2 separate regions of the Arachis hypogaea genome follow, and region 2 is linked to region 1. Evidence: chromatin contacts called from public Hi-C data. All regions are on one chromosome and are shown on one strand. The core of a region is the stretch at or near the end of the contact, and the rest is flanking DNA. Distances in the headings are between cores, read along the strand shown. Region 1 has its middle 12 kb from the start of LOC112775189. Region 2 has its middle 8.3 kb from the start of LOC140172884.

Region 1 (5,773 bases), core at 2,047-4,546:
CAAGACTCCTATGATCGCTCAAGATCGATGTCGCGAGACAAGTATGAGATCCATTGTACTGTTTTACCTCCTAAATACCCTTGCGCTACTGGAGACTTAGCCTAATCAACCATGTGCGCCCGTTCCCAAACTCATAACACTTCCCTACGTACCGGCGATAATCGGACTCCACCACTTTGTACTGTACCCCGCGTCGGATGCTATACGTCTTCACACTTAACACAGCCTCCTCTTTATTCTGAAACTGCTGACCAACCTGAAACTTTGTAAGACCCCTAGTACCTGGGTATCTCTAGCACCAAATCCAGTGGGTTCTGCAGGAATCCCCTCCTGTCTCATGGCATCCAAGTCCAAAGATGAAAAGTGCGGAGGGTACTGCTGAGTCCCAAAGCTAGAACCACCACCAGCCCCAGTTGGATTACTCGCTGCAATGTCATCGCCACTGTCATCAGCAATGAGGTCAGGCTCCACATCATCATTGCCATCATCATCCAGTAATGCATCACCTATCCCAGCCGGTGTCCCACACTGCAAAGAACTCGGCACCCTCTCTACGATACCAACATCTCCACCACCACTGCAGTTGAGATCAACGGCAAACGTCAGGAACGCGACAGGCTCGTCCCTGGGTGCATTCACGGGCACGGACGAACATGAACCAACGAGTCTCGAGCTAGAACCGGCTACCGTGCTTAAAGTTTGGATATTCCGGTTCGAATCTCCCGAGCTAGATACCACATCAACCAACTTTGCCAACAGCTCAGGTGTCCTAACCTCGAGAAACTGCCGACGATAATGGAACAAGACTTGCAAATCCTCGTCACTCCCTATAATGAAAGAATCGTACTTCACGTCATCTCTAAGCACTGAGATCAGAATGCGATATTTGATGCTGCGTTATTTTGTGTTAACTTTGATTTTTTTGAAATAAAAAAAAAGTTGTTGCTATTGAAGATTTGGATGGAATCTGAATATATTGTTCTTGATGCTGCATTAGTTTTGTTTAATTTTTGAAATAAAAAAATAGTTGTTGTTGAAGATTTGGATGGAGAGAGTGAAACATGGAAGAAGGAGGAGGGAGGAGCCGAGAAAGTAAATAGAGGAGAATAAAGGGGAGAGATGATGATAAAGGATAATTTAGTTCAAAAATTTGAAAAATGATGATTTTAAAACGTTCACTAATGTTGAGGATGATTTTAATAAGAAAAAAATGTCGAGAATAATTTTAATTTTTACCCAAGATGTTAGAGACGAAAAAAGTATTTAACTCTAAAAAATATTTTAGAGAACATAAATAGAGTATATATAACTATATAAGTGTTTACATAATAAATAAAAATATACTTTTATTATTATAATAAAAATGAATGTACTTTTATTATTATAATACAAATTAAATGTCAATAAATGAATACTTACAAAAAATTAATGTATACACATTAAGAAAATAAACTAATATAAATGACAATAATATGATATTATTTTTATTTAATAAAAGAAGAATATAAAATATTACAATATTAATAAACTAAAATTATATAAATAAACTAAAAAATAAAAAAATGGTAATTTTGTACTGAATATTTTTGTTTCTCGAACATTTTCGCAAAATAAAATGGAGCATTAGCAATTGGATTCATAAAGGAGTAAACTACCATTTCTACCCATAAAAGTTGAAAACGCTGATATATCTACTTATAGAAAATAAAAATTACCATTTGTATCCATAAAAATGGTTTTTACAAACAAAATTATCCAAACCCTACAAAATTGAATAAAATTCCTAAACTACCTTTCTCTCCACCACTACCACTATCATCTTCTTCCCCCTCCTCTCTCTCTCTCAATGTTCTGAGCGACCCAATCCCAACATCAACCACATTATCGCTCAATACCACCGTCTCACCCTCCTCCTCAGCCGTCACCCTAACCCTTTCGGCCGCACACTCCCCTATCGATGTCGATCGCGACTCAACAGCACCACCACCACCACTATCACCATCAGCCATCGCTGCAGTTAACTTCACCACCTGAATGGATTAGGTTTTCTCTGCACACACATTCAAAGACTGCGACTTTTTAAGGGTTAATCGAAAACACTCATGAGCAAGGTTAAGATCTATGACTCTAACCCTTAATCCTCCAAGCTTTCGCCATTGATTTCATTGTCTCCCTCGAGAACTCCCGCGTCGCCAACATCAACTCCGAGCCTCCGACATCTCCACTGCACACTCCTGGCTCTCCATCCGCATCCTCCCCTTTCTGTCCGCCATCTCCGTCGTCGCCATCACCGTCGGCAACGAGTACCTCACCACCACCGTTGACACGACTATGGTGGCGCCGGCGCTAACGGAATGTTTGAGTGGTTGTGTGAAGTGAGGATCGTCGATGGGGTCCATGGAGGCGCACTTGCGTTTGAGGGGGAGTTCCAGTGGTTCTTAATGGTATTGTCGGTTTTGCCGAAAAGGAGTCGGGTTATAATGGCCCATTTGTTGCCGAACCGAGCGTGAGCTCTGATTATGGTGTCATCTTCTTCGGAGGTGAAAGTCCGATGCTCCACCTGTGGGGAGAGCTGGTTGCACCATCGGAGCCTGCAAGATTTGCTGTAGCAGAACATTAAGAGAAAGAGAAAGAGAGAGAGAGAGGAGGGAAAGAAGATGATAGTGATAGTGGTGGAGAGAAAAGTAGTTTAAAAATTTTATTTAATTTTTTAGACTTACTTATAAAATTATTTTTTATGAGTACAAATAGTAATTTTTATTTTATATGAGTAGATATGTCAACGTTTTTAACTTTTGTGAATAGATATAATAGTTCATTCATAAAAAATGAATCTATCGAAAAGAATAATAAAGAATGAGATATTTTCGAAATACAAAAGTTGAGCCAGTGTACTGTACCGTGTAGTGTGTATAGAGACAAAGCACGTGGGAAGCGTCCCTCTCCCTTTCATGGGAAACAAGGAGTGTCATCGTGTAAGTCGCTGAAAGGATGACGTGTCACAATAGGCGGCAAGTATTAGCAGCCACGTCATCAGTATAGCCCCATAGAAAAAAGAGTGAAGAAGAAGGAGGCAGCGGCAGCACTTTCCACTCACCCACCTCGCTAGGACACTTGTCCCATTATCGACACGTGTCGCATCACCGTCGGTTGGTTTTGGCGCCAATGAAGGCGGTGGGTTCCACGTCGGCATTATTGGCGGGAAACCGAAGCAACCTCCTCTCTCTCTACTCTCACAGTCACAGTGTCACTAACCCTTTTTCTTTTGCGTATCCCACATGCCCTTCTTTTCTCCCGATGACCCTATCTCTTTGGCGCTCCACTCTCCCCATTGGTCAACTCAAACCTCATCATCATCATCATCATCCATGCATGCATGCATACTCCACATCTTCCATTTCCACACCACATGTCCATGCTCCATGGTCCATGGCATGCCACACGTGACTCGCCATCATGACAAGTGAAAATATCTTATAAAAATGGGACACAGAATAATGCATATACAAATATGGTCACGCACACTCTCACACTCTCGCTCTGCTACACTCACGTCACGTGATCTCCTAATTATATATATTCATACTTGGATTAAAATAAAAATGGAACCTTATATATTTAAAAATTTGCCACTTGCATATAAAAGAATTTGCATTTTGTAATTACAAATATAGTTAAACAAAAAAGACAATATCCTAATTTTATCTTAAATACTACCTGAAGACGTTTTATACCTTTATTCAATTTATTATATCTGATTAATTATTTATTGTTTTTTTATTTCTATATATATTCACGAGCGCGATTATTACAAGATACCAGCGTCACTTTTTATTTTGTAGGGCAAACCACGTAAATAAGTCAAGGGATAAAAAATTTACGTAAATCAACTAAATTAAAATTGGTTTATGAATTAATTAAGAGACATTTTATATATGTTTGAATCAGCATAATTCAAACTTCATTTTTATGTAATTCAAATCAGTTCGAATCGCACTGATTTGAATTACACGCACACACCCACTATAATTCGAATTACATCCACAGTTATTCGAATCAGGATGATTCGAATTACACACATACACTACATAATAATTTAAATTGGCCAGATTCGAATTACTCATAATTTAATTTTGTCTATTCTTTTATTAAAAAATTAATAATTTATTAAAAATTAATAATTTAAAAATTAAAAAATATATATTTTATTTAATGCATTAAAAAAAGCTAACAAAATATTTAATTACGAGACTTCTTTAAAATATTAATGAGCTATCAATTCGAATTTCATACAATACTCTTTTGTCTATTTTTAATAACTCGTGAATATTTTTTTATAAATTTTTTTAATAAATTTATTTAAATTATACCACAAAAAAATATTTTATTCTATACAAAATAATTTTAAAAAATGGCTTAAAAGATGTTAAGCGTACTATAAAAATTTATAATGTCCTAATGACTTAGGACATTAAAAAATATTCTACATAGTCAATAATAATTTAAAAATAAAAAAATATAGTTATAACCAGTATTTACCTAAATTACTAGAATATTACAAACTTTTATAATACTCCTAATATTTTTTAAGCCAAATAATAATTTAAAAATTTTACATAGAATAAAGGGCATTATGGCTTAAAAATACTTACTCCTAACATGTTCTATTTGTTTTTCGAAATACTTACTCAACATAAATAAATCAAAAATAAAATAAAAATTTCTAAATTTTATAAACCAAATCTATTACTTTAAATAAATACTCACTTCTAAGATCATTTTTCAGTTTAAAATAACTTGGTGATAGATTTAATTTCCTAAAAGAGTAAGGGTATATATTAATAACCTGTTATAGGTATTGTTTTCTTCTATATTAATACTACAATATAATGAAAGAACCATACTTAGTAAGACTGTTCCATTAGACATTACCTAACTTTTATATCTATGTTGTGGGTTGATTTCATAAAATATTTTTTAGACGTTTGTGTTTCTTAAATAACATTTTATTTTATATTTGATAAAAAAATATATATTTGTATTTTTAACTTTGAAACGTTAAAAATTAAATAATATTATATATCAATAATTATTTACCTTTTTATTCTTTGTTATATATGTATATTTATTAAACTTATTTTAAATATGAAAAATAATTTTTACAAAATACCATTTTTGTAACTTATTCTTATTAAAAATTATCTTTGATTTTAATTTACTAAATATGAAACACGAACACGTGTCTGCATGTTAGACACGACATTTATCGACATTCGTTCTACACGTGTCTTAATAAAAATAAAAATTATTCTCCAAACACGTTTAGACACACCTAAATAGCATTACGTGTCAGCATGTCCAACTTTATTTTTAATATATATTTTTGAAATAAATTTAAAAATATTATATATTATTATTTATGAAAATAAAAAATATTTTAAATACTTTATAAAAGACATTAAAAATAATTAACAAATTAATTTATATTTTAATACCAATAAAATATTAAAATATCATTACGATTTATCTAAACAATAATAATATTTTATAGAGGCCAATGAGTTATAACTCAAATGGCATAGTCTCCTCATACTCATCTATGAGGTCGCGGGTTCGAGTCTCCCTATCTTTGGTAAAAAATATATATATATTTTATAGAGCAAATATTCAATCCGGTCCCTAACCATTTGGAGAACGGACAAAGCGTCCCTTGAAGATGTGAAATTGACCCATCAGACTCCAACCACACATAGAGCTGCTTATAGTGCACTTT
Region 2 (5,773 bases), core at 2,307-4,806, 45 kb after region 1:
AAGTGTAATATGCTACTAGCTACTAGCTAGGTCCTTTAGAAAATTTCCACTAAAGAATTGAACACTTCAAACCCTTAAACAAACCTTAAAACTAAAACCGGAGCACACTTAATAAAACCCTAAATAAGGTTGTCTACCTTAAACTAATGCTAAAATTATGTTGTTCCGCAACTTACTCAATTGAAATTTTTATTCGGCCAATAGTTCCTAAGATTACCTTATAATAAGGTTCTTCTTTCTATTGGATTTTTTAAAGGTATTCCAACTTTTAAGTCAGAGGGAGAGATGAGTATATTATATATTTAGAGTAAATAATATATTTTTTATTAGATTTTTTTCTTTTATAAAGTGTCATGCCGTAAAATGGTTACTTTGTTGATCTAATTTTTTGGCAAATATCTAGTAAGGTGAAAATTCAGGTGCAGTCGACTTTATGTGAAGTTGATAGTTGAGAGTCGTTAGATGAAAATTTAGTTAAATCAGTCAAATCATTTAACGGCTCTCAGTATTAGAATAAGTTGGTTATAGCTAATATCGCAACTAAACAAGCATATTTTATTTAATTTGTTCAAATTTCAATTTATAGGTATATTTGGGTCAGATTATAATTAACGGATAACTTTATATATAAAACATAATATTTATAACTTCATACACATAATACCTGTAATTATATATTTATTATATTTAAAATTATATAATTATTCTAATAATAATTAATAAATATTAAATAAAATAATTTTAAATCTTTTTTATTGTTTTTCATTGTCTCCCAAATATTAGTAACAATATTATACTCTTTTTAATGATCCGAGCCAAAAAAAAAAACGAATATCAACCACACACACAAAATAAAAAAATAAAATAACCCCTCCAAAAGTACTTTATTAAATAATAGTTCATAGGCATATCAAAAGAAGAAAATTCATGAACGTGGAATGTTATTATTACATTACTTATATATATTTTTAAAAAAAATCTTATACATAATGGGATGATAAAGCATCAAATTGCTTTAAAATCGTACAAAGTTTTACACAATTTATGTAAATATGAAACTTTTAGTTTAATTGTTTAATTGATTAAATTTGATATATTTATTTTGAAAGTGAATCCAGTTGTGTAACAAACTAACAATACCATTATTATTACTCACGGTTAGTCTAAGGGGATCCTCGCCTTTTGGTACTAGAAATAAAGAAATGCTTAGTGACTGACATTTTTTTTTTCTTGTTTTACTTTATATTCAAATTATCATTAGTCAATTTTTCATTCTTTTAAGCTAAAAGTATTGATGCATTCATTGGGTAATTATGTTATTGGTTGTATAATTAGAATAAATTACTTTCGTAATTGATGTAGACGGTTTCATACTTTCATCTAATATGAAGGTCATGGCTAGGGTAGCACCCTTAATTAATACGAACTAGATATTTATACATGAGGCACAAATAATGTTCGATTATATCTCTCTTTTCCGGTGGGAAAGAAAATCATTAAATCAGGGTTGATAGATGGTGTCTATTGTCTAAGAATGATCAAGCTACATTTGCACTTATTTTAATCTCACTCTTTGATGTCAATATCTTTTGTTATGATTCTACCCGGTCCATGGAAGACATGGTTTTTAACATTCTTTCCTCAATTGTTGAAAAGTTGATGTATCCTAGAACCTGAGTTTGAATGGCACACGCTATGAATAAGTAAAAAGCGGTGAAATAGGTTGACTTGAGGAGCCAGCTTAGAAAATAAATGAGCAATTTTCTTCAACTACCAAGATTTATGTGGAAATTGAACACAATATTAATAGAACGACCACATGTTTTCATAGTATAGTATAGTGTGTCCCACCCACATATGGTGTAGGAGTATGAGAGAAAAGTAGCCACATGTTTGTTGAATTTGACTGGAGCCATACGTTTTTTTGTCTCCGGATTCACATATAGCTAGTTACATTCCAAAATATTCATCACGACATGGGTGACAATGAATCAAGGGATGGCAAAATATTCAACAATAATCCTTAAATTATGTTACATAAAAACATGATTTATTATAAGATTCGTGAGCAATATATGCAGGATCTGAGCGAGTCATGCCAATGACTAGTGAGAAGTGACTGTCACATTTAGTAGCTGTTAGGGAGCATCAACTACACTATATAAGCAAGGGCGAAACAAATACTATTTATATATTTCCATTGGAAGAGGCCGCACTAATAGAATAATATATAGTCAACTTTATAGTCACCAAAAAAATATAGTCAACTTTATGAGGTGAATGTCATGGTGCTCCAAGGATGTTTTGATGTTTTAGTGGTCTATAAATAATTTAATTAAAAACTATATATTAAAAGAACATGCACTTCTTCTACAATATTAGAGGAGTTAAACTCCACTTTGGTATTTAAAATTGACGAGTTGCACATTTGATCTCTGACTTTTCAATTGCTACAATTTAATTCTCTAGACTTTTACCAATATAGTCCATTCTCAACGCCGTTAGTGAGATAGCTCAAGTCTTGCCATGTTGAACATATTAAAACGACATTTTACACGTTTTGACGCTAAAAGAGCACTAAATGATATCATTTCAGGATTTGAACAATATTAAAAGAAAGGGGTATAACGTTTTAGTATTGTTGTCGTCGTTTAGTGCATTCTTTAGCGCCAAAACGCAAACTATGTTGTTTTAATATGTCTAGCATGACAAGACTTGAGCTACGCCATTATACGAAGAATTACATTTGAACTTTTTTTTATAATAACAAATTAAAGAGCATAAACAACTGAAAAAAACATCTTCAATAATACCCAAGAAAAAACAATATTAAAATAAAATCTCGTCTTCCTCTTTCCAACTTCAAAAATAGGTTCGGCACTCATGGTTCATTCATCACAAAATTTCTTCATTTTTTCTCAATAAATAAGAAATCTAAATTAAAATATGTATATTTATAACATAAATAAATAAAACGATAATACTAAAAAAAAAACAAAACTTATTTTATTTAATATTTATAATATTTATTAATTATTATAATAATTAATAAATATCAAATAAAATAAATTTTAACTATTTTTAACTAATATTTTTTTGCTACTTGTAAATAAAATTGTCCTCTTCAATATGAAATACATCGCGCCATGGACAACAAATTACCGACAAACCTAGGGCGCGTGACAAATCAGGTCAATCTACTATGCTAAAGTCTCCCATAAAACTAGGCCTGTCAAACCTCATTTTGTTATATAAATTTAAATTTTAAAATTTTAAATCTTAAATTTTAGTTCATCCTTTTTTGGCACGGATTGATAGACTAGTTTATTTTTGTTTTTTTTTTCTTGTTTTTTACAGTATCCTCTTATCCTTATGGATTAAGGATAAATTTTTATCTATTTAAAAATTTACTGACTAATCAACAAACTACTTCATAGTTTTTTCAAATATTTTTAATAATTAAAAAGCCTAAAAAGCCCCCAAAATCTAAAGGAACATGGGCTGTCCCTTTTAGTTTTTTGTAACATGTATCCAAACACATAATACTCAAATGCACAAAAATGCTACACTACCTTTAGCTCACCGGGCTGGTTAGGCGGGGTGAATCAGTGGGCCTAGTCATTTAGGTTTGTTTAAATTCTTCCCTTTTATTTTATTTTATTTTTTTTTCGATTTTGTTAAGTAGACAATCATTTTTATAAGGTGAAAACTCAGATGCAGTCGACTTCACCTGAGTTTTCACCTTTTTATAAACAATGTGAACAATGAGTTTTAAAATTGACCAAATAAAGTAAAAAAATACTCTATACCTAAATTACCTCCTAAACCTTAACATTAAAATAACCATCTGCACGTTTAGTGAATTGAACATCCAGCCATTGTTAACTGTGCATGAGTAATCGAATCAAAAGAAATAACCATCTAATTAAAAATAATGAACATAATCATCTACATATTTATTGAATTAAACATCTGACATATCCATTGTTCACATTTGTTCCGTACGTATAGGGCCGAGGTATCACGACTCCTTCTGCCTGCTACAGTGCTCAGGTGGAAGAGGTATACGTCGGCTGAGTTGGAACACCTGCAAAAAGCACTCCGACGCTCAAGTAAGAATGTGAGTTATGAGAAAATAAGAGAAGTAAATCAGAATGAGTTCTGTGACCTGTTTTACTCCGAGGTTACCTATGTGCTTATATAGGCGTTGTTAGTGTGTTCGGTTGTCGTATCTTGCGGGATTCTCTGTAACTTCCGAGGTTATCATAATGACGTTTGGAAATGTTGGTTACGCTCCGAGCTTATCTTAGTTCATCCTGATTTGGTGGGTTTGTTATTAGGTAACGTCCTTATCCGAGGTATATGTTCGGTTTGGAGGCCGAGGTATACGCTATGTATCATAGCCCCCAAGCTTGCTTTGTTGTAAGAAAACAAAGGCGAGCTTCTGAGCTTTACCTCGGCCGAAAAATTTTTCTTCTAGTGGTAGTCCTGTCCCCCGAGCTTGCCTTGGTTTTCGTTGGGAAAGGAAGTTCGTTTGTGGCATTTAATTAGCGCTTCGTTTCCTGCACTGGAAATGATTGATGTGGAATTCATGGCTCAGCTTTCGAAGGTATTGTAACCGTTGGATGTTGATGTAATAAATAGATGGCTGAGATTGGAACGGTTATCAATGAATGTAAAAAGAAACCGTTTCGGTTTCCTTTGTAGTTTTATTACCTGGCTTGTTTTGGGTGAGCCCCCAGTTTTACTTTTTTGCTTCTTCACTTTAAGCTTTTTTCGGAGAAAAAGATGAGTAGCAAAGGTAGGTTTTGATATCTTCTGGTTTTTTCCCTTTCTTTTCTGCTCTTGTTGTTTTGTTGTCTCTTTGTAATGGAAAAGGGTAAGACTGTTGTGGTGGATGATGATCCTTGTAGCTGGGTAAGCGAGCAGGTGAAATGTTGTGTGTCCCAGTTTTGTGATGTGGAGTCGGTGAAGGCGTTGGGGTCTAATGTGTGGGTTAGGGATGGTCAGAATGTGAGGGTAGAGTTTTTACCTTGTGGTAGGGACGATCGCGTGTGTGAGAAAGTTGATGGGTGGTCCTACTTTTACTGTTACTCGTGTTTGTTTACTGAGCTCGGGGTTCGTCTTCCTTTTACCGATTTTGAGTGTGGTGTTCTATTTTGGCTGAACTGTGATCCTTTCCAGTTGCACCCTAATTCATGGGGTTTTGTTAGAGCTTTTGAGAACTTGATGGATCTCCTGGAATACCCTCCTTCCCTTGCGGTCTTCTTTTCGTTGTTTCAGACTAAGGGTGTTAGACGTGGTGTGTGGATAAACCTTAGTAGCCACCCTCGCTGCGCTGTATTTTCCCTTTATAAATCATCTTTTAAGGACTTCAAGACGATGTTTGTGAAAGTTAGGAGCGTGGAGGAGGAGTTTCCATTTTACTTAACTGAGTTTTTAGAAGAAAGGTTCCCTGTTTCCTGGTCGCCCGACCTTGTTAAGGTTCTTGATGTACATGATAGGGTGTCTGATGAGAATATTATGTTGGAGTTTCTATTAGAGGTGTCAGAATCAGCAGGGCTATTGTCTGTTGCGGAATTGTTAAAGTGGGATACCGATAAGGAAGCCGTGTTGGATTACCTAGGTAATTCGTTTTGAAAATGTCCTTTAGTGCTGTTGTGTAGTTCCGTCTGACTTGTTGTTTTTCTTTCAGCTGAGAAGGCGCTGACCATTACTACTGCTGGATTGAAGTCCTTTTTTTAGTCAGAGGAAGAAGACAGAGAAGGAGGGG

The links. Hi-C and Micro-C count contacts between places; a contact is called where the count stands out from the background.
Region 2: a contact with region 1 is called in a Hi-C map of leaf, with 5 times the contacts expected there. The contact joins two enhancer-like sites. A contact is called at or near these places in 2 of 8 Hi-C or Micro-C datasets (leaf and an unstated tissue).

What each region holds. Positions count from the first base shown.
Region 1 is chr19:155,341,080-155,346,852 of arahy.Tifrunner.gnm2.J5K5, forward strand. No RefSeq gene overlaps it. Among protein-coding and RNA genes, the nearest start is that of LOC112775189, 12 kb to the left of the region's middle. Within about 2 kb of position 3,297, at least 2 of the 3 cell types and tissues checked have open chromatin away from gene starts, as enhancers often do.
Region 2 is chr19:155,385,510-155,391,282 of arahy.Tifrunner.gnm2.J5K5, forward strand. No RefSeq gene overlaps it. Among protein-coding and RNA genes, the nearest start is that of LOC140172884, 8.3 kb to the left of the region's middle. Within about 2 kb of position 3,557, at least 2 of the 3 cell types and tissues checked have open chromatin away from gene starts, as enhancers often do.